2 separate regions of the Rattus norvegicus genome follow, and region 1 is linked to region 2. Evidence: chromatin contacts called from public Hi-C data. All regions are on one chromosome and are shown on one strand. Each heading gives the region's core, a stretch centred on a gene start, on an enhancer-like site or on the middle of the called end of the contact. The rest is flanking DNA. Distances are from core to core; before and after follow the strand shown.

What was found. Hi-C and Micro-C count contacts between places; a contact is called where the count stands out from the background.
Region 1: a contact with region 2 is called in a Hi-C map of liver, with 4 times the contacts expected there. The contact joins the promoter of Rrp8 here to the promoter of Smpd1 in region 2. A contact is called at or near these places in 5 of 12 Hi-C or Micro-C datasets (the A7r5 cell line, Schwann cells, frontal cortex and 2 more).

What each region holds. Positions count from the first base shown.
Region 1 is chr1:169,498,976-169,502,366 of GRCr8, forward strand. Rrp8 (ribosomal RNA processing 8) reads right to left here and starts at 1,498. Exons shown (of 7, transcript NM_001008346.1): 1 at 1,341-1,498; 2 at 1-112. The coding sequence starts at 1,439. Ilk (integrin-linked kinase) reads left to right here and starts at 1,746. Exons shown (of 13, transcript NM_133409.2): 1 at 1,746-1,760; 2 at 2,144-2,280. The coding sequence starts at 2,192.
Region 2 is chr1:169,303,109-169,306,891 of GRCr8, forward strand. Smpd1 (sphingomyelin phosphodiesterase 1) reads left to right here and starts at 1,664. Exons shown (of 6, transcript NM_001006997.1): 1 at 1,664-2,061; 2 at 2,444-3,216; 3 at 3,704-3,783. The coding sequence starts at 1,756.

The DNA of each region.
Region 1 (3,391 bases), core at 248-2,747, 200 kb after region 2:
CTACCTCCTCCTCTTCCTCAGAGTCACTGCCAGGTAGGCTGGGGCATTGCTGGGAGAGAGATGCTGCTTCCAGGGCTCGTAATGTAGCCAAGAGATGGCGGCGCTTACGGCCCTGGAGGCAAACAAGGGATAAGAGTGTGTATGTGAGAATGGATGAGGCCTGAAGGCTATGAAAAGAGATGGACTTCAGCTACTGGTGGTCCTTCCCATCCAAAATTAGCACATTTGTTGTGAAGTCAGCCAAGTCCAGAACTTTCAGGCTGCAATTCCAACCTCTGGGAGGCAGGAGGGCAGACAATGTTCCCGTTCTACTTTTCTAAATGGGTAAAGGATTGCCAGTTGATTTCCTTAGAGGAATGTGCTAAGCACCCAAGCAACGGGACCAAGGTAAGACTGTGGCTATCTTTGCCTCTCACTGACAGCATTCTAGGGGCAGCAGAGGTTTTTTTTTTTTTTTTTTTTTTTGTTTGTTTGTTTGTTTTGAAACAGGACGGACAGTGTCACACATGTCTGTCTATTAAAGATATTCCTAACTGCAGTAGAAGGAACAGCCTGTTAGGAAGAAGCTGCACACAGACAAGCAGAAATGGACCACAGAAATGAATAGTACATCCTAGGCTGACTGAAGGTCAGGAACAGCTTAAGGGGATATAGAATTCCTCACATCTGATGAGACTCAAAGGAAAAGGCCTGTTTTCCGTGAAGTTGATTTGGGGTTCAAGTCCTACTGCTGGTCCTCAGCCAGACCCTTACCTTGGAGGTTCTAGATTCCCTGAGCCTCCTTTGAATAGTGATTCTGATACTTTCCCTGTCACCTGCCTTGATTCTGTCTAATATACACTGCAACTAAAAACCCTTTCAAGGTTTCGGATTCAGCTATGTAGTAAATGCTTGTCTACCATGCTGAAGCCCTGGAATCGAACCTCAGTATATAAAGTAATGCCAGGTGAGAGAAAACTTGGAGAAACCACTCCACTGCTAAAACTCCACTGATTTCTACCCTTAGTGTACAGAAAACTTACTAACTTTTCAAGCTCTGCGCTCCAAGCTCCTAATCCCGCATTCCTATTAGGACACACTGTGATACGGTGAGTTACTGCCCGGGAGCTTCTCAACATTTTTCTAAATCTCAGGTACGCTCTTCTCCACACCAACTTCTCACCAATTATGTTTTAAGGTCAGTTTTTTGGAGAGTTTCCGGATCTTCAGATCATGACTAACTCTCTCACCATCCTGATAAACGACAGCATTTCAGGCTCTCCCTCTACCCAACACGACCCCGGGAGGATCGACTTTGCCTCCTTAAAACTCTTCAAATAGCCCGGTGCAGGGCCGCTCACCTTGACTGGCGGGGCAGTCGCCGCCTGAACCTGTGTTGTCACGGGCCGGAGGCCAACGATGGCTGGGGCCGCCTCGACCCATTCGGGCTCCTCAAACATACCGGTGGCCGGCAGGGTTGGAGGAGTCTACGCTCTGGCCCACGTGTAGCGCGCGTCCGAGAATCCTAGGACTGGAGCCAGACCAAACTCGGCCGGAAGCCACCGAGAGAAATTCTGTGGTGGCTAGAGCGGCCCGCGCGGAGCAGAGCACCATCGAGTGTAACCGCTCCTGAGCTAGAGAGGCAGTAGGAGGTCGGAAGGGAGGGACCGCGGCCCGCGCTGGCTGGAGAGGGCCGGGCCGGGCCGGGCCGGGGCGGGGCCGGGCGGCGGGCGCGGCCGGACGGGAGTTCCCCGGAGAAGCCGCCTGCGACCCGAGTCCCGGTGAGTGCGGGTAGTTCCGCGCCCTGTTCCATGCTGGTCTTGCAAACCTGTCTCTGCGATCTCTACAGTAGCTCTGAGCCGGGGCCGCCGGGCAAGGACCCCTTTCCCCTCCCCCGGGTGTTTGCAGCTTTGGGCCCCTCCCCTCCCCCCAAGCCGTGTTCTAGGGCCGTGACTCGGAGCCCGCTGACGCCAACTCAGGAAACTAGCAAAGTCTACCCTATACCTCCAGATCCCCCTGCTCCTCGAGCCCAGGGGTCGTCCGCTGCCCGAAGCCCTTCACAGACAACCACTGTCCCTTTCGCGACGCTCCCCATCCCAGCACTGACACCTCTGTCCTGAGGGAACAGAGATAGAGTCATTCTCTTGTCTCTGTTCTCCCGCAGTTCCCCGAGACTTCCCCAGTCCCGGGGTCTCTGTGCCGGGACGCTGCTATGGACGACATTTTCACTCAGTGCCGGGAGGGCAACGCGGTGGCGGTGCGCTTGTGGCTGGACAACACAGAGAACGACCTAAATCAGGGGTGAGCTGAAGCATTGGCGAGTGAGAGGACTGCTAGAAGTCCGCTCTCCGCTACTTGGGGTGCTCATGTCGGGCGGAGACAGCTAACTTTGTTATCCAGTGTGATGAGGAGTATTAGAAAGCAAAGTCTGTTGATGGAGGAGGGTTTACAGAGAGGAAGCTGTGTCTGGGTTTTTTGTTTTTACTAAGTTTCACAATCGGTTCCCGAGGACTTTGCAGCCTCTGTGAACTCATGTCAAAGGCAGACCAGAGTGCCAGAAAATTGGAATTACATGTGGTTGGAGGATGAGTTTCTGCGCCCTAGAGCATTGGATAGAAGTGGAAAAGGACATTAGAGATCTAAAGTTCTGAAGCTGTGTAGTGATGAGACTACCCATTTGTCAGGTGTCACCGTGGATGCAATTGCCTTAAAGTGATGTTTTGGATACAAGAATTGAGACAGGGTTAGTGGTGAGAGCCCTAAAGTCATAAGAATGAAGTAGTTGAGTTGGTATGGGAAGTGAAGGAGGAAGTCAAAGATGACCTGGGGTTTAGGTTTGGGAACTTGGACACTTGGCAGTTGCCGATGCTCCATTTTGGACTGACTACAGTTTGGTGACACTACAATAACTTGGAAATGCTTGACAGGTTGTTGTTCGTGCAGATTTTAAGTTCGAGAGAGGTCTGATTGGGATACCAAGATACCATAAATTAGCGTTTAAATGATACCTGAAGATTCTATAAGGTGAAAAATAGTACCTCAGAAGAGGAGTAAAATAAAGGCAGAGGTCGAGAAGGCTGGCTGACTGACAGGGAACAACCATCTGAAGGAGAAATAAGAAATGGACTAAGATTAGAGAATGGATGTTTTAATGGAAGAAGAGTGGTTAATTATAGGCCACTGAGAAGTTAAAGAACATAAGTGAGCATTTTAAGTCTTCATTTAGTTTCCATTTAGGATGTATTTGGTCTTTGAATGGTATTGCAGAAAGTAACAGGAAACTGCATTACACTGGGTTCCTTCAAATAAGAACTCCTTGAGGGATTGGGAATGTAGCTCAGTGGTAGAGCATTTACATAGCAAGTGCAAGGCCTTGGGTTTGGTCCTCAGCTCCGGGGGCGGGGGGGGGGGG
Region 2 (3,783 bases), core at 414-2,913:
GTGGCCTTGAATGCATGATCCTCTTATTTCTACCTCCCAGGCACTGGGATTTCAGGAGTAATAGTTTCTCTATTAAAAAGGAGGAAATAGCATCTTCATGTGAGCCAAAAGCCCCTTCTATCCAGAGAATTCTGAATCAGGTTCTCAGTTAAAGCTATGCTAGGAGAAAGTTGGTTGGCTCCTACTTGTAAAGTCAGCCAGCACTGTGGATGCTGGGGCAAGACATAGTGAGATCCTGTCTCAAAAACAAAACAAATAAAATAAAATAGGATTAAAAACACTTAAGTGACTGCTATTGGTTGGATTTAAGACCTCCGGGAGACAAGATGGAACCTGTACCTGGCACCATTATCAGAGCAAGGACTTGTGGCTAGATAGTTCATAACCCCCCACGGGTGGGGGACAGGGAGAACCTACTACTTTTATTCTGCTACATAGGCACAGCATTTAAATGACTTCAGTGTCTTATTTCTGTAGCTGTAGATTAGAGCGCTTCTCCGCCCTCATCGGTGAAGCCTCTTGAAGCAGGTGAGAGTTAACACAGACCCCTACAACTGATCAACAGAGAACAAAAGACTTCTAAGTGATCTTCACCAAATAGGGTCTATATCACACCTCTCCTACAAGGTTAAGTGACTGAGAGAGGGACTACCGAAAGACTAGAAGAGCCAGAGGCAGCAGATGACTAAAGGAAACTGTTTTCTGGACACAACAGGGAAGTTGCATGCGGTGAAATCACCTTGATTGTGACAGCTTACACAGGATGTTCAAGCTAGACAAAATTCCAGAGGCCCACTCCCAGCTAAGGAACTATTGGCACTAGATAGCTCCTAGGAGAGAAGAGGTCGTTTTCTTTTTAAGGATATGAAGACCTCTGGCAGGCCCCACACCTAACAGTGTTGCTCTTCTGGAGGACCTGGGTCCAGCTCCCATCACCTGAGTGATGACCTCAATACATCTCTAACTCCAGTCCAGGTGGCTCCTACGGCCTCTTCTGGCCTCCAGAGTGCATGGTGCACGCACATACAAAATGTCCATACACATAAATAAATGATAATGCAAATTTTTAAATTAAAAAAAAGTAACATTAACAAAACATCAAGTGCTGTAATGGTGGCAGAGCATAGGAAACCGACGAGAGGGACCTCCATGGCAGGTCAATCCACTCAATGCAGGGATAGGATCGCTACCCCAGCCCTCTCTCTTTAGCCTCCCGAGTTAAAAGGCCAGCTGAGCCGGGCATCTATTCTAGGAATCTGAAAGTTTGAAAAGGCAGGTGGAGGGTGCTGGGGGCGGGGGCGAGGGGCGAGGAGGCACCTGGGAGTTCCCTAAAGGGCTTCCACCAGTTCTGGCCACAAAGCATCAGGCCGCGGCTGGCAGCCTCACACAGCAATGGCTCAAGGTGGCGACGCTCGTCTCTATGGAGGGCACTTACCTACCCCAACTACCATCCAACCTCACGGGTCCTAGGACCGCCTGCAGTGACAGGCTGTGGCATAAGAGGACCGAGGAGGGAGGGCCCGCGGGTCCCCTTTTGCTCCGCCCCCAAGGCTTTGACAGCACTCCCCCAAGGTTGCTGGGGCATAAGAGGAACAGGAAGGGGAGGAGCTGTTTTGTGGCTGGCTGCTGAGCCATCAGTCAACCGCAACGAAGGGTAATCTGGTGTCTCCAGAGCTACTGGGGCCCCGAGGGCCAGCCAGGGCCTCGGCCTGCGGGGCCTGGAGGGGCGATCCAGTCCTGTCTACGAGCTTGGCAATGCCCCACCACGGAGCGTCATCCGGCCAGGGCCATCTCAGAGCCGGCTGGGAGCAGAGACTGGAGAGGTCCTTACCGGCACCCAAATTGGGACTCCTTTGGATGGGGCTGGGCTTGGCTCTGGTCCTGGCTCTGTTTGACTCCACGGTTCTCTGGGTTCCTGCCAGAGCTTATCCTCTTCCCTCCCAAGGCCATTCTGTCAAATTCAGTGCGGTAGCGCCGCAGCTCCAGAATGCCTTTGGGTGGAGGAACCTCACCTGCCCCGCCTGCAAAGTCTTATTTACTGCTCTCAACTATGGGCTGAAGGTGAGTGCTTGAAGGGCTGTGGTGGAATGCTCCGGGCAGGGGGAGGGGCACCGATAGGCTCTGGGGCCAATATATTATTCCTGGTGGAGGGTGCTTCCTATGCCTCCATGTTACCACCACCCCACTGTGACCTTTGTAAAGTAGGGAGAGTAAAGTCAGCTGGCTAGTCATGGGCTTGAAATGAGAGCACACCCTGAGCTAGAGTAGGTAGGTAGAGGCCTGGTGCTGAGCTGCCGGGCAGTAAGTGGGAGACACTGATGTCCCTTTATCATGGTGACAGAGTTCACCCTAGCCCTGATTTAGACATGGAAGCCTGTGGAGTGGTGGCGAGGGGTCACTTGTACTGTCTCTGACCTCTCATCATTGGTTCCTTCCTCCACAGAAGGAGCCCAATGTGGCACGAGTAGGCTCTGTGGCCATCAAGATGTGCAAGATGCTGAACATAGCGCCACTAAATGTGTGCCAGTCAGCTGTTCATCTCTTTGAGGACGATGTGGTGGACGTGTGGACACGCTCAGTTCTGAGCCCTTCAGAAGCTTGTGGCTTGCTTCTGGGCTCCTCTTGTGGGCACTGGGACATCTTTTCAACTTGGAACATCTCTTTGCCATCAGTGCCGAAGCCACCCCCAAAGCCACCGAGCCCACCAGCCCCAGGTGCCCCTGTCAGCCGTGTCCTCTTCCTTACTGACCTTCACTGGGACCATGACTACCTGGAGGGCACAGACCCTAACTGTGCAGATCCCCTCTGCTGCCGCAGGGGGTCTGGATGGCCGCCCAACTCACGGACAGGGGCTGGGTACTGGGGAGAGTACAGCAAGTGTGACCTGCCCCTGCGAACGCTAGAGAGCCTGTTGAAAGGGCTGGGCCCCGCCGGCCCTTTTGAAATGGTGTACTGGACAGGAGACATCCCTGCCCATGATGTCTGGCAACAGTCTCGACAAGATCAGCTAAGGGCCCTGAACACCATCACAGACCTCGTGTGGAAGTTCTTGGGCCCTGTACCGGTGTACCCTGCTGTGGGCAACCATGAGAGTACTCCTGTCAATGGCTTCCCTCCCCCCTTCATAAAGGGAAACCAGTCTTCACAATGGCTTTATGAAGCCATGGCCAAGGCATGGGAACCCTGGTTACCAGCTGACGCCCTTCACACCCTCAGGTACTTGCTGTCCATGGAAACCCAGGGAGAAAGAAGGGAACTGGGCAGACTGCTCAAGCCAGCAGCACTCTCTACTGCCTTCCCTAACATGACCCTGCCTTCCCTTTTCTTATCTCCAGCCTCTTTTCAGAGCTAACAGTACCACATCCCCACACCCCAGCTTGTGTCTTTGCCTACAGTAGCTCTTTGTAAAATGAATTCTCCCTCCCTCTTTAATATCTCCCATTTTTCTCAACTTGGCCTGGCCTGTAACATCCATCCACTGAAAGGCCTTTGCTTTCTGGCTCACCTGACTCTCTGTCCTGAATTACTGGAGCCCTCAGCCCTCTGAACCTTCTTTACTGTCAGAGGAGCCTATAATTACTGCTGTTGGTCTTCAGCTGGGATGGGAGCTCCTGGAGGTGGGAGATGACATCATGTGTAGCTCTGCCCCACATGTAGGACTAGGATTGTCCAAGTATTGATACCTCGGTTACTTTTGTTTCAGAATTGGGGGCTTCTATGCCCTCACCCCACGCCCTGGCCTCCGCCTCATCTCTCTCAATATGAATTTTTGTTCCCGTGAGA